3 separate regions of the Pan troglodytes genome follow, and regions 1 and 2 are each linked to region 3. The links are chromatin contacts, called in public HiChIP or PLAC-seq maps. All regions are on one chromosome and are shown on one strand. Each heading gives the region's core, a stretch centred on a gene start, on an enhancer-like site or on the middle of the called end of the contact. The rest is flanking DNA. Distances are from core to core; before and after follow the strand shown. Region 1 holds the start of LOC104001207. Region 2 holds the start of BEST1 (bestrophin 1). Region 3 holds the start of TMEM258 (transmembrane protein 258).

The links. HiChIP or PLAC-seq counts read pairs in DNA pulled down with a chosen protein or histone mark.
Region 1: an H3K4me3 HiChIP or PLAC-seq map of stem cell-derived excitatory neurons shows a contact between it and region 3, with 2.7 times the contacts expected there. The contact joins the promoter of LOC104001207 here to the promoter of TMEM258 in region 3. A contact is called at or near these places in 1 of 7 Hi-C or Micro-C datasets (stem cell-derived neural progenitor cells) and 1 of 1 datasets of contacts at active chromatin or transcription factors (stem cell-derived excitatory neurons).
Region 2: an H3K4me3 HiChIP or PLAC-seq map of stem cell-derived excitatory neurons shows a contact between it and region 3, with 6 times the contacts expected there. The contact joins the promoter of BEST1 here to the promoter of TMEM258 in region 3. A contact is called at or near these places in 1 of 7 Hi-C or Micro-C datasets (stem cell-derived neural progenitor cells) and 1 of 1 datasets of contacts at active chromatin or transcription factors (stem cell-derived excitatory neurons).

The regions. Positions count from the first base shown.
Region 1 is chr9:64,280,756-64,285,551 of NHGRI_mPanTro3-v2.0_pri, reverse strand. It overlaps LOC104001207, which reads right to left and starts at 3,163. Exons shown (of 3, transcript XM_009423374.5): 1 at 3,066-3,163; 2 at 2,774-2,924; 3 at 1,867-2,528. The coding sequence starts at 3,163. The coding sequence ends at 1,989. FTH1 (ferritin heavy chain 1) reads left to right here and starts at 2,521. Exons shown (of 4, transcript XM_001140124.8): 1 at 2,521-3,275. The coding sequence starts at 3,162.
Region 2 is chr9:64,259,339-64,263,524 of NHGRI_mPanTro3-v2.0_pri, reverse strand. BEST1 (bestrophin 1) reads right to left here and starts at 2,181. Exons shown (of 12, transcript XM_063782962.1): 1 at 2,015-2,181; 2 at 1,766-1,818. RAB3IL1 (RAB3A interacting protein like 1) reads left to right here and starts at 2,237. Exons shown (of 9, transcript XM_054662338.2): 1 at 2,237-2,812. The coding sequence starts at 2,784.
Region 3 is chr9:64,040,093-64,044,842 of NHGRI_mPanTro3-v2.0_pri, reverse strand. It overlaps TMEM258 (transmembrane protein 258), which reads left to right and starts at 1,755. Exons shown (of 4, transcript XM_003951907.5): 1 at 1,755-1,844; 2 at 3,799-3,908; 3 at 4,480-4,616. The coding sequence starts at 1,842. The coding sequence ends at 4,606. It overlaps FEN1 (flap structure-specific endonuclease 1), which reads right to left and starts at 2,524. Exons shown (of 2, transcript XM_016921032.4): 1 at 2,069-2,524.

The DNA of each region.
Region 1 (4,796 bases), core at 1,914-4,413, 240 kb before region 3:
TCATCTCTGTTTTAACCTTGTTTACAACATCTTTTGTCTTACAGCTTTTCATTTTTAAATAGGCAAACCTGCCAACTGTACTTTTACAGCTTCTGACAGCCTCAGAAGAACATTCCTTACCCCAAAATTATAAAAATAATCTTGTATATATTCTTCTCAAAACTTTATACTTTTTTTAAGGCTTGGATTTTTAATCTATCTGGAATGTATTTTTAAATACTGAGTGAGTCATTTTTCTCCACATGACTCAATTGTTTCAACATAATTTGTTAAACCCATTCTTTCTTCCCTAATTTGACACAACAGTTTAGCATATACCAAGTTCTCATAATAGGGGGGCAGGACTATTTTGTTGCATTAATCTAGTCATCTCTTCCTGTGCCAGTACCATACTGCTTATAGCACTTTACTGTACCTTTATTATAGCACTAAACGCAAATCTATCAACACACTGACTCCTCCAAGTGAACTTTAGAATCATTTTGTGAAGTTTCAAAAAAAAAAAAAAAAATACTGTCCCAGAGACAGTAATGGCTGAGGAAAAACAAAAACAAAAAACTGCCTCTTATGGAAATTGCAGTGAATTTATGCTTATTTGGGGAAACTGACATCTTTACAGAATGAAGATTGACCGACCATTTGGGAATATGGTACCTCTTCATTTATGCTAGGCTTTTTGAATTTGTTTTTTTGTCCAGCAGTAAGCATTTATAGTTTTTTCTATATATTTCTTGTTAACTTTATTCCAAGGTACTTTAAGCTTTTGTTGTCAATGTAAGTGAAAAACATTTTTTTTCCCATTCTTTTTCCCCCTATTTTCTAACTGGTGGTTACTGTTATAAAGGAAAGCTTTGGATCCTATATATGGTGACTTTGCTATACTCTTATCCTAAGAGATTCCCAGTGTAAGGTTTCTAAAAACAAAGCTAATGAGGTGTCTCTATGCTGTCTCTAGGATCAAGTTTAACCTCTTTTTATGGAACACAACCCTGCCCGATCTTGCCCCTATTCTCCACCCTAACCAGCATCCCCCAACATAAACTGTACTTTCCAGGCCAACATTCTTTCTTTCTTTCTTTTTTTTTTTTTTTTGAGACGGAGTTTTGTTTTGTCTTCCAGGCTGGAGTGCAAAGGCGCGATCTCGGCTCACTGCAACCTCCGCCTCCCAGGTTCAAGCGATTCTCCTGCCTCAGCCTCCAGAGTAGCTAGGATTACAGGCGCATGCCACCACACCCGGCTAATTTTTGTATTTTCAGTAGAGAAGGGTTTAGCCTTGTTAGTTAGCCAGGCTGATCTCCAACTCCGACCTCAAGTGATCCGCCCGCCTCGGCCTCCCAAAATGCTGGGATTACAGGCATGAGCCACCGCGCCCAGCCCCAGGCAACATATTTTCTTAAGGCAGCTTTAACAGGCCATGCATTTCCACATTGCCACACCTTTGCATATGCTGTTCACTCTGCTCCAAATTCCCTTCCCTGTTTCTCTCCCGCACTTCACCTTCCTTTTAACTTTTTCTTCAAACTCAGCTCACGTGTCTTGCTTAGGGAGGGCTTCCCCGACCTCCTCCTATCCCAGACTGGGTAAGGTACTCTCCTGGTCTAGCAGCATCCTTCTGTTTACCTTATTCTTGTAGCTCTAGCACCACTAAAACGTTTTTCCTGCAAATAACATAGGTGCATTTTTAAATGAAACCGTGAAAAAGAAATCACCCTAATTCCGTCGGCAATTTATTTTAGTATTTCAGGAGAGTTGCTTTTTTAAACTAAGGTTTGGAAGTCTAGCTTCCAGCTGCAGGTTTGTGAGCATCCTGAAATTCAGTTCTTCCACCGATGCGTCAAAAGACGCGACAGAACAGTGGACCTCGAAGCCAGGACCTAGGTAAGGTTAGGGCCTAGCTCTAGCTCTGCCACCCATAAATTCACATCCACCCTGTGCCTGGGACTCAGCTGCAAGCCACACACACTGGCCCCACCCCTCCGGGGTCTCTTTCACCTGTCACCCGCCATTAACCCCGTCAGCTTCTCTCCAATGACACCCCAGGGTTGTCCTACAGGGCCACCGAAGCCTGAAGCTCCTGTGAGTGGGGCCGATAAGAGGCCATTTTGAAAAGTCCTCAGCATGGGCTTCGCCTTTAGATCCACGTCGTTTCTCCTTTCTAACCCGAGATGTGTCCCTTGGGTGCGAAGCGACACCAGCGATTCTCTCGGAGGCCCCGGTGGCTCACCCCCACGACTCCCCGGGGAGGCGGTCCCCATCCCTAGGGAAACCCGGCCCGCCCAGCCTTTGTTGCAGAAACTGCACACGGAGCCATATTTGCTTTCAGCCAAAGGCAGACGTGGTCGGAGGAGTCGGAAGGGCAGGGGCGGACCCGAAACCCGCCGTGCGCCCCACTTCTCCATCGCGCTCCTTCCTGGACTCTGAGGAAGAGAAAATGCGCTCGACCACCTAAGGACCGCGTCTCCACCTTCCACCTTCCCAATCTGCAGCTTCCCAATCTGCAGCAAGGTGTCACAAGGGCTTCTCCGCAGCTATGATTTTTAACACCATGCCCCGGGCCAGGAGCCTCAGGGTGCCCGTTCGGGAAAATGGGAGCCGAATCAGGATCACCCCATGCGCCCCCGCACCCTTCCCCCGCCGGTTCCAACGCCCGGGCGCCCCTAGACCGGGGGGGGGGGGGTTCTGAGGTGGACTTCCTGCGCCTCCTCGCAGCTTCCCTCCAACTCCACTAAACGGGCACAGAGACGCCACCGCTGTCCCAGAGGCAGTCGGCTACCGGTCCCCGCTCCCGAGCTCCGCCAGAGCGCGCGAGGGCCTCCAGCGGCCGCCCCTCCCCCACAGCAGGGGCGGGGTCCCGCGCCCACCGGAAGGAGCGGGCTCGGGGCGGGCAGCGCTGATTGGCCGGGGCGGGCCTGACGCCGACGCGGCTATAAGAGACCAAAAGCGACCCGCAGGGCCAGACGTTCTTCGCCGAGAGTCGTCGGGGTTTCCTGCTTCAACAGTGCTTGGACGGAACCCGGCGCTCGTCCCCCACCCCGGCCGGCCGCCCACAGCCAGCCCTCCGTCACCTCTTCACCGCACCCTCGGACTGCCCCAAGGCCCCCGCCGCCGCTCCAGCGCCGCGCAGCCACCGCCGCCGCCGCCGCCTCTCCTTAGTCGCCGCCATGACGACCGCGTCCACCTCGCAGGTGCGCCAGAACTACCACCAGGACTCAGAGGCCGCCATCAACCGCCAGATCAACCTGGAGCTCTACGCCTCCTACGTTTACCTGTCCATGGTGAGCGCGGGCGGGCCTAAGCGGTGGCGGGGGCCGGGCGCGGTTCCCGGGGCGCGCGCTGGGGCGGGCCGGGGGTGTGGCCACCCGCGGGCTCCCCCGCCTCCCTGCGCCCTTCTGGAAAATGGAGGCTGCTCGAGGTTTCCGAGGACTTCTCTGGCGCAGAAAGTCGGGGCAGCTGGTTCTTCTCGGCTGTACCCTGAGAATGCTCCCTCCTAGGCCAGGGCCGCCTCTGCACACCCTTCTTTTTTAAGGAGAGCTTGGTGTCCTGAAATCCTGGGGTTGCAAGACTGCCAGCCTGTGTGATCAATCCTGCGGTTAGGAAGGTGGAGTTTTGCTCTCCCATCTTTTCCTCTGCCTCCGGCATTTGGCCCTAAATGCCAGCGTTTTTTGCTTAGGTATCCAGCTCCCGTCCGCCTGTGTGTGGCGGAGCTGCTGGGTAACGGTGTCGAATAGCAAACCTTGGGGGCTGGCGGGAGGTGGCTTATCTTGTGGGTAGATCCCTCTCGAGCAGCCGTATCCACCTCTCGGCTCTGCTTATCTCTAAGTCCCACTTGCTTTGAAGCATATCTCTAGGAATCGCCCCTTCTGCAGTCACCGAAGTGTCACCTGACCTTGCGCCTAGGGAACTTAATTTATCTTTTATGTATCTTACCGTAAGAGGTGTGGAGTTTGGCCTACTAATTGAACCCCCAGTTCTTGGATAAAGTCCACCGACAGTTACTGGGCAAGAAATTTTTCAGTGATCAGTGGAATCAATTTTCCCAAATCTTGGTCTTAGGCAGTGTCGTGGGAGTCTTCCTTAGAATTGCCTTGTGATTGTCCAAACTATCCCAAGAATAAATGTGTTCCAAATGGATTTGAAAACAGGCCTGTATTTCTGTGACTGTCACTGCCTTTCACAAACACTTGACTACATCAAATGTCTACAACTGAAAATCAAATTTTTGTGATATAACTATTATAAAAGTATGTTTACATCAACATACTGTCCACATTTGCCACCTTGCATGGGGGTTTTTAATTTGTGTGTGTGTGTGAGAGACAGAGTCTCGCTCTGTCACCCAGGCTGGAGTGCAGTGGCGCGATCTCGGCTCACTGCAGCCTCCGCCTCCTGGGTTCAAGTGATTCTCTTACCTCAGGCTCCTGAGTAGCTGGAATTACAGGCGCACGCCACCACGCCCAGCTATTTTTTTTTATTTTTAGTAGAGACGGGGTTTCACCATGTTGACCAGGATGGTCTCGATCTGCTGACCTCGTGATCCGCCTGCCTCGGCCTCCCAAAGTGCTGGGATTACAGGCTGAGCCACCGCACCCAGCAGGGGTTTTTAATTTTATAAATAAATATGTGGTACAGCTGGCAGACTCCTGAGCTCAGTTTTAACCTTGCTTTAACATGGTTAATACAGGAGCAGGGAGGAGAAAAGGACTAAGTGCAGGGTCAGTACTCCAGCGCCCTCTCATCAGACAATGAATTCTGACACTGGCTGTAAGTTTTCTGTGCAGTAATACAGATCCTTAAGA
Region 2 (4,186 bases), core at 932-3,431, 220 kb before region 3:
TGGTGCCTGTGCCTGACCCCTACGAATTCTGATTTGATTGGTCTGGATGGACCCCAGGTGTTGGGATTGTTCAAGTTCTCCAGGTGATTCTGATTTTATGGCCTGTGCTGAGTCATTGCTTAATGGATTATTTCCCTATCCTGTATTCCCTTCCCAACCAACACATCCTGAAACTCAAGAGAGAGTTTTCCATTTAGAAGATGATAAACAAATATATATTATATATATTTATATATTAACATATGTAAATACGTATTAATATGTCTATAATATTACAAATATATTTATTTGTATGTACACATATATTTATACATATAAATATATAAGTAAATATATAAGTATATTTTTGAGACAAGGTCACCCAGGCTGGAGTGCAATGGGTGTGATTTTGGCTCATTGCAACCTCCACTTCCCAGGCTCAAGCAATCCTCCCATCTCAGCCTCCCAAGTCGCTGGGACTACAGACGCACACCACCACACCCAGCTATTTTTGTTTTTTATAGAGATAGGGTCTCACTACATTACCCAGGCTGGTCTTGAGCTCTAAGTTCAAGCAGTCCTCCCACCTAGGCCTCCCAAAGTGGTGGGATTACAGGAGTGAGCCGCCACACTCAGCCAATAAGTATGTTTTAACTAAAGTTAACACACATGCCTGGCACCATGCCTGGAACATTGATGCTCATTCTGTACTCTCTGAAGGAATAAATGAAAATCCTGCCTTTGTGGAGACAAGTTCTTGCCTTCCCTGTGGTGGCCACTAGAGAGCGTGCTTGACTAGCTGGCTCTGGCTGGGGAAGCCTGGTTCACTGGTCAGGATCAGCGTAGACCACGGAGCTGGCACTGCTTCATCTCCCTGACCCCGACCAGCAGCCATAGAGCCATGAGAGGGAGTTGGAGACACTAGAGTCCCTCCTCCCTGTTCCCTCAACCGCAGGCTCCTTGGCAATATCCCAGGAGTACCACCAGGACCATCGACAGTGCATGCCCAGTCTCCCTTCCCCTCCCAGAGGCCCCAGCATGTCCCCAGAGACATCCCATGAGCAGCTGCTCCTGGCCCTGCCCCAGAGCTGAGACAGGCACACCCTGGCACAAGTCATGGTCTCTCCTACTGGGTCTCAGCTATGAAAATGTCCCCAGTTAGCCAGGCACGGCTCAGGCACACAGCAAAGTCATGAGTGCTGATTGACCCAAGCCGTGCCTGGAACAAGAGTCCCAGGATTGACCCCTGCAGAGATGGCACCCAACCCAGTCAAGGTCGCCCTCTTCTGCTTTCTGTTCCGCAAAGAAAATATTCGCCAAACCATTTCTCCTTCCAGAACTGAGCCTAATCTGATTCCTGCCTGTACGTATTCATAGTCAAAAAATTTGGAAACACTTAAATAACAACTCTAACACAGAATGGCAAGGCCTAAGATCTGTGCCAAGTGCACAGAGGTCAGGGAAATTTTTACAGACAATGGGGCATTTCGGTTGGGTCTTGAAGCATGAGTAGGAGTTCATGGAGCGGAGAAGAATGGAAGAGCATTACACATCAGGGGAACAACCTACGGAAAGTCATAGAGCTATTCCTGAAGGATGATTCAGTATCGCATGTTTATCCACATTTTACAAAGGAGGACACTGAAGCTCAAGGCCTGCCTTGTCCAAGGTCACACAGCTATAAATGGCTTGAGACTAGGATCTAGGTCTTTTGATTTTGGATCCTGAGCCCTTTCCCACTATCAGCTCTACAGTAAAGGTCAGTTTCTGAGAGATAGAGTCTTACCTGCTAGGGTAGTGGTCTCTCTTGGGGTTGAAGGGAGGTCCAAAGGATGGGGCCTGCATGAAAGATACTTTTTTTTTTTTTTTTTTTGAGACGGAGTCTCGCTTTGTTACCCAGGCTGGAGTGCAGTGGCATGATCTTGGCTCACTGCAACATCTGCCTCCTGGGTTCAAGTGATTTCCGGCTAAGTTTTGTATTTTTAGTAGAGATGGGGTTTCACCATGTTGGCCAGGTTGGTCTTGAACTCCTGACCTCAAGTAATCTACCCGCCTCGGCCTCCCAAAGTGCTAGGATTGCAGGCATGAGCCACTGTGCCTGGCCGCATGGAAGAGACTTTGACTGCAGCAGATTCCAAGCTCTCGAGCTTCCCAGCAGAGAGCCATCTCTTGGGGCAGCAGGGCAGAGCTGGGGAGATGCGCGGGGGTGCCAGACACAGAATGCTATGGCCTTCTCATCTAGAATTACCATAGCAACAGGAGCATCACAGAGGGCCTGCCTCGGTGCCCTTCTAGGCCCTGCCTCAGCTGGGCAGGAAGAAGGAGACCCAGCTTGGCTGGGGGCAGTAGGCAGGGGGCCCCGGGGTAAGTCAGCCAGGCCTGGATGCTGCCTCCAGGCTTTATGTGGGACACCTGCCAGCCCACACCCCTCTCTTGGGCCAGTCACAGAACAAATAGGGCAGAGGCCAAGAAAGAAAAGGAGGGGGCTTGGCATAGCTGGACAGGGGTGCTGGGGGACACTGCCAGTCCAGGGCCCGGAAGCCAGACAGACAACAGCACCTCCACCCTGAGCTCAGGCAGCCCTGATCCCTGAAGGGTGGAGTAAACTCAACATTCAAAGAGATAGAAACATAAGCCCTGGGCACCACAGAAAGACGACAGAAACCAGGAGAGGCTGGGATACACCTAGGTCCAACTTCATCAAACCCAGTCCTGCCCATGACAACGGAATAGCATGGAATAGACCAGAGCTGGACCAACTAGAGACACGAGGCAAGAGGATCCACTGTGCTGCGAGGTCCCCCATGGACTCTGCCAGGCTGCAGTTGGCCAGGTGAGGCACTGACCACTCTCCACCTTCCACCCACCCCCACCCCTCCAGCTCAGAACTGGGGCTCGTGGCAGGTGGGTATCAGAAAGGACATCATGGGTCAGGCTTCTCCTAGACAACTGTGCAGGGCCTGGATGCCGTCAAAGGTTCACACCCAGTGAGTAGCCTCAGTGTCTTCAGCTCAAATGGGCATGTTGAGTTTGACGTGCTGTGAAAGAATGGTAAGTTTCTCGTCCAGCTGCTCGTTTTGCAGACAAAGAAACTGAGGCACAGAGAAGGAAAATGACTTGCATGAAGTCACAGTAGGCCGCCTGTCTAGGTGAGTGCAGCAACTCCCCGCTGCCCCAGGATGCTCCTGCGGTTCGCTTCCACGGCGAGCACTGAATGCCGACCGACCGTGTTTAGCGCTGCGGTGGCCACTGTGAGAGGGAAAGAATAGTAGAAACAATCAGTTCTCCCCATCTTGACCACTTACCAGGTGTCAGGCAGTGCACTAAGCGCTCTTTAGAAATGTCATCTACTCATCAAAACAACCCCTGGGGAAGAGGAAGGGTCATCCATCTGTCATGGTGGATGGATGTGGGGGAGGACGGCACAAGGGTAGGCTAGATGAGGAGTAAGCCACATTGGCCCCTATCTGTCAGGTCAATGGGCTGATGGCAGGCTGCCTTAGCTGCCTTTCCCTGCCTCAGATGCAGACTGGCTGGGCTTCCACAGCTACAGCCTTCTCCACCCATGCTAGGGCTACCAGACTTAGCCAATAAAACTACAGGCCAGGCCAGGCGTGGTGGCTCCTACCTGTAATCCCAGCACTTTGGGAGGCTGAGGCGGGTGAATCACGGGAGGTCAGGAATACAAGACCAGCCTGGCCAACATGGCAAAATCCCGTCTCTACTAAAAATACAAAGATAATTAGCCAGGCATGGTGGCGCATGCCTGTAATCCCAGCTACTCGGGGAGGCTGAGGCAGGAGAATCACTTGAACCTGGGAGACAGAGGTTGCAGTGAGCCAAGATTGCACCATTGTACTCCAGCCTGGTTGACAAGAGCGAAACTCCGTGTCCAAAACAAAAACAAACATTAGATGACATCCTGGCAAAACAACTACAGGACAGTCGGGCAAATAAGAACTTCAGATAGAAAAGTGAATAATTTTTAGTGTAAATATGTCCCGGGGGAGGGGCCCGGGAGCATCGTCCTTTTTTCTGTGGTCCCTCTGCTTTGCTGATTTGCTTAATTGGTCCATTCCTTCCTGCTGCTGACTTCTAGAACCTGGCTTCTCAAACTGAGGTCTGGGGCCCAGTTACATCATTTGGAAGCTTGTTACCAATGCAGAATCTGCCCTGGTGCAGTGGCTCACACATATAATCCCTACAT
Region 3 (4,750 bases), core at 506-3,005:
GCCAACACGGTGAAACCCTGTCTCTACTAAAAATACAAAAAAAAAAAAAAAAAAAATTCGCTGGGTGTGGTGGTGTGCACCTGTAATCCCAGCTACTCGGGAGGCTGAGGCAGGAGAATCGCTTGAACCCAGGAGGCAGAGAATGCAGTGAGCCGAGATTGTGCCGCTGCACTCCAGCCTAGCAAGAGAGTGAGACTCCGTCTCAAAAAAATAAAAAACTCATCTTGTGCCCACTGTTGGTATGTATCCAATACTCCAAGAAATATTCTACTGGGGCCAGGCACAGAGGCTCTGGGCAGTAATCTCAGCACTTTGGGAGGCCGTGGTGGGAGGATCACATGAGCCCAGGAGTTCCAGGCTACAGTGAGCTATGATTGTGCCACCACACTCCAGCCTGGACAACAGAGCAAGACCCTGTCAAGAAAAGAAAAGAAGACAAAAGAAAAGAGAAAGAAGAAACGAAAGACTCCATCAGGCCTTTTCATTGTTCCCACTCTTTCTTCACAGAGTTCTTTCTAGAGCATCAATGACTGTTCAATTCTTCCTTCTAATTCAGTCCAAACACTTCAGCATGGCATCACGACCTTTCATGTTCTGGTTCCCAACCTAACCCTACATTCTGGGATCTCAACAGAAAGCTGGAATAAGGCCCGCCTTTTCCCACTTTTCCTTAGCTGTGCCCTCCTCTCGCCATCCTCTCACGCGTCCTTCCAGGTCCATCCCTGGATTATTAATCAATTAATAATTAATTGGCAATGAATTATTCATTTGATTAATATGAATAATTCCCCTGTGAACTGCAGCGGCAAAAGCTCTGGCCTTGAATCTAGGCGCGGCATTTACCATCCGTGTGACGTTACCAAGCCACTGAGGTTTATTTTCTCGTCTACAGAAGAAGAACGATTACCATGCCTGTCTCTCAGGGCTGCTGCCAGGGTTAACTGAGACAACAGACGGAAACCTCTAATGTCCCCTCTCCAGGCCTGTTCAACCCTTCGGCTCTTGCCTCAAGCCGGCCGCGCTGCTGGAGTGTGGACTGAGGACCAGGCCATGTAGCCCTTGATCCCCTCACGGCGTCCCACAGACAGGTAGGCAGGAAAGGGGCCTAAACAACTCAAGTGTCAGAAATGTTTCCCGTCCAAGGTCTTAGGAAAAATACAACACGACCCCATAAGGTGGAACTTATTACCGCTTTTCTACAATGGAGGAAAGAGAGGCTCGGAGCTTAGGCGACTGGCCCAAGGCTCACAGGGGGAAAAGTGGCGGGACCTCTTGACTGCGAATCCCGCGCACTCCAGACCCCGGCTCCCCACGGCCCCTAGCGCCAAGCGGACCCCGTCGCTCCCGGAGGCGCTTCCCATGGGGTCTCACCTGGCCTTTGGGACACGAGGCCTCGGCGGCTAAAGCTTGGTTCGGGGTTGCCCCGGGCAGGCGGTCCTAAGCCCGCTCTCCCTTCTCAGCTTAGCGGCGGGTCGCCTGACGTTCAGCCGCCTTCCAAAGCCCGCGCTCCCGTCACGTGACCTGCTCGCCACGCACAGCCTCTTGGGGCGCGTAGTGCAGGCTGCGTCCCCTCAGACGGCTGCTCTCATGGCAACCAGTCCCTCCAGGGAGAACAGAGTCTCTCAGCGACCCTGGCGTACCCTTCTCCACCGCTCGTCCCCACTCCACCCACACCAGGTCCCCGCAGGCCCCTGCTCCCTCTACACCCTAAATCGCAGGACTACAAGTCCCTCAATGCCACTTGCGCCGGAGGCACTTCCTTTTCCGGTTGTGCTAGGCGCCTGCTCCTGCCGACGTGTTCTTCCGGTGGCGGAGCGGCGGATTAGCCTGCGCGGGGTATAATGGTGAGAGCGTTGAGGGGAGTTCCAGACGGAGATGCGAGGACCCCCTCGGGGTCTGACCCACACCGCGCTTCTCTCAGACGCCGGAGATCCAGAGGGCTAGACGCTCCTGGAACCTCCGGCTTGGGCTGAAGGGTGGGGAAGGGGGAAGCCCCTTGCCATGAACTCCTTAGGTTTCTCAGCTCGCGATTTCTAAGGGCGAGAGGCGTGGGGCGAATTTTGAATACCTTCCAGTTTGTATATCTCTGTTATCGGTGGTGTGTTATCTTTATCTGGAAAGTTCTTCTGCCGAACCCGTGCCCATCCTACAATGCCCTGGGCAAATGTTTCTTGGTGAAGCACTTCCAACTCTCAGGCACTTGGCCAGACTTTCCTAGGAGCGCCCACAGCCTCTGTACAGATCTCTGGCCACGTTCCATGGACTTCTTTGTTTTCGGCCACGCCTCCTAGTGACCACCGTCTGACGCGCATCTAGCTCTGGGATGATGTCTATTCATCTTTGTATTCTCAGTGCCAAACAGAGGGCCCGTAATTGGAAGCTCAATAAATGGCAGTGATTGTCTTTATCATTTTGGGGGAAGGGGGCCGTGATTGTTTACTGAATTGAATTCCAGTGTCTCAGAACAATGGGGGCAGTTTACTTCTCTAGAGTTGTTATGTTCTGGATTTTAGAAGCATTGGCTGACGGGTGACAATGAAGTTAACATTTGTACAGATCTTTACGTTTACAGCCCTCTTTCATAAAAGGCATTATCTCATCATCTTCCCTACAGCCTTAGGAAGGAAGCAAATACCTGTTGAGCAAAATACTCCCTGCCAGGCACTAGATGCTTTGATTCATCATCTTTCTTATTTTTCAGTTCTGTGAAATAGATATTACAATCGCTTTACTCAGACTCAGATTACTCAGAACCAGAACTTGAATGTCTTGACCATAGCTCACAAGATTCCATAATAGCATAGGTAGTGAGGAAAATACTGAATTAGAAATTGAGGGCCAGGCGCGGTGGTTCACTCCTGTAATCCCAGCACTTTGGGAGGCTGAGGCGAGCGGATCAGGAGGTCAGAAGTTCAAGACCAGCCTGGCCAGCAAGGTGAAACCCTGTCTCTACTAAAAATACAAAAAATTAGCCGGGCATGGTGGTTCACGCCTGTAATCCCAGCTGCTCGGGAGGCTGAGGCAGGATAATCACTTGAACCCAGAAGGCGGAGCTTGCAGTGAGCCGAGTTGGCACCACTGCACTCCAGGCACTCCAGCCTGGGCGATAGAGCAAGACTGTCTGAAAAAAAAAAAAAAAATTGAGCCTGGGCGCGGCAACTCACACCTGTAATCTCAGTACTTTGGGAGGCCGAGGCAGGCAGATCACCTGAGGTCAGGAATTCAAGACCATCCTGGCCAGCATGGCAAAACCCTATCTCTACTAAAAATACAAAAATTAGATGTGGTGGTGCGCACCTGTAATCCTATAGTCCCAGCTACTCGAGAGGCTGAGGTATGAGAATCTCTAGAACCCGGGAGGCAGAGGTTGCAGTGAGCCGAGATCGTGCCACTGCCCTCCAGCCTGGGCGACAGAGTGAGACGCCGTCCAAAAAAGGAGACTCCGTCAAAAAAAAAAAGATATTGAGATCTGGGTACCACCAGTCAGTGACTTATAGCAGGGGTTCTCAGCTTGGTGTCTATAGACACTGGTCCACAAAGCTCCGGAAATTGTAGGCAAACTTTTTCTTGTATGTGGTTTTTCTCAGGCAGAGAGTTCGTACCTTTAGTCACGTTTTCATAGTGGTCAGATTATTGGCCTCAGAAAATGCTAATAAGGACCATTGATCTGCAGCTACATTTCCGGGCTAAAATCAGCCTCTGTTTCACAGCAGCACCAAGCTCCTTGATAACCCCATGTTCTCTCCAGGCTGAAATCGTGGGATTCTTTGATAGCTCTGATCTCTTTCCCTCCTCTAGGAGCTCGAGGCCATGAGCAGATATACCAGCCCAGTGAACCCAGCTGTCTTCCCCCATCTGACTGTGGTGCTTTTGGCCATCGGCATGTTCTTCACCGCCTGGTTCTTCGTGTATCCTTTCACTGAGCAGCCAGAGGAACAGCATTAGTGATGTGGGAAGCTCAGGGAGAAACCATGCTAGGTACATGGACTCCGCCGGTTTTGTACATTGGATTGGGGCTGAGAGAAGGTAAGGAGGAGAGGAGAGCTGGTGATGCCCAGGGGCAGGTTATGGCCTTATTTCCCAAGTTCAGGTGAGCTCAGTTTGTTCTTTGGATTTCCAGGACAGTGAGCAGGGGGCCTGGCTGGAGTGGAGGTGGGGAATAGGGGTGCTACAGTTGGAAAGGTGGTATAAGGAAGGGTGCACTCAGGTGTCAGGAGGTCTGAGGGCTAGTCCCAGCTCCGGCCCTCATGAGCTGTGTGACCTGGGGCAAGTGACCTAACTCCTCTGGGTCTCATTTTCTTCATGGCGGTGGAGCACCAGAGTCCAAGGCATCTCTTAGGCCCCTCTGCCTGGCTGCTCTGAGCCAGATAGGCCTCCCAGAAGGCATTGAGCCAATGCTTTTCTCCTCAGATTGCCATGGGCTGGGCTCTCTGCACTCCACAGTCCACCCCTTCGCTTTGCCTTAACTGCTGTGCCCAGTTACGAGGTCACCTCTACCAAGTACACTCGTGATATCTATAAAGAGCTCCTCATCTCCTTAGTGGCCTCACTCTTCATGGGCTTTGGAGTCCTCTTCCTGCTGCTCTGGGTTGGCATCTACGTGTGAGCACCCAAGGGTAAGAGCTGCAATGGGATGGATGCGTGAGCCTCCAAGGCACAGCCCAGGGAAGCCTCCCCAGAGTCAGGTCAGCAGGGTCCTTAAAGCTCTTCCAGCATGACCCCTTGGTTGATGGAGACAGACTCAGTGGAA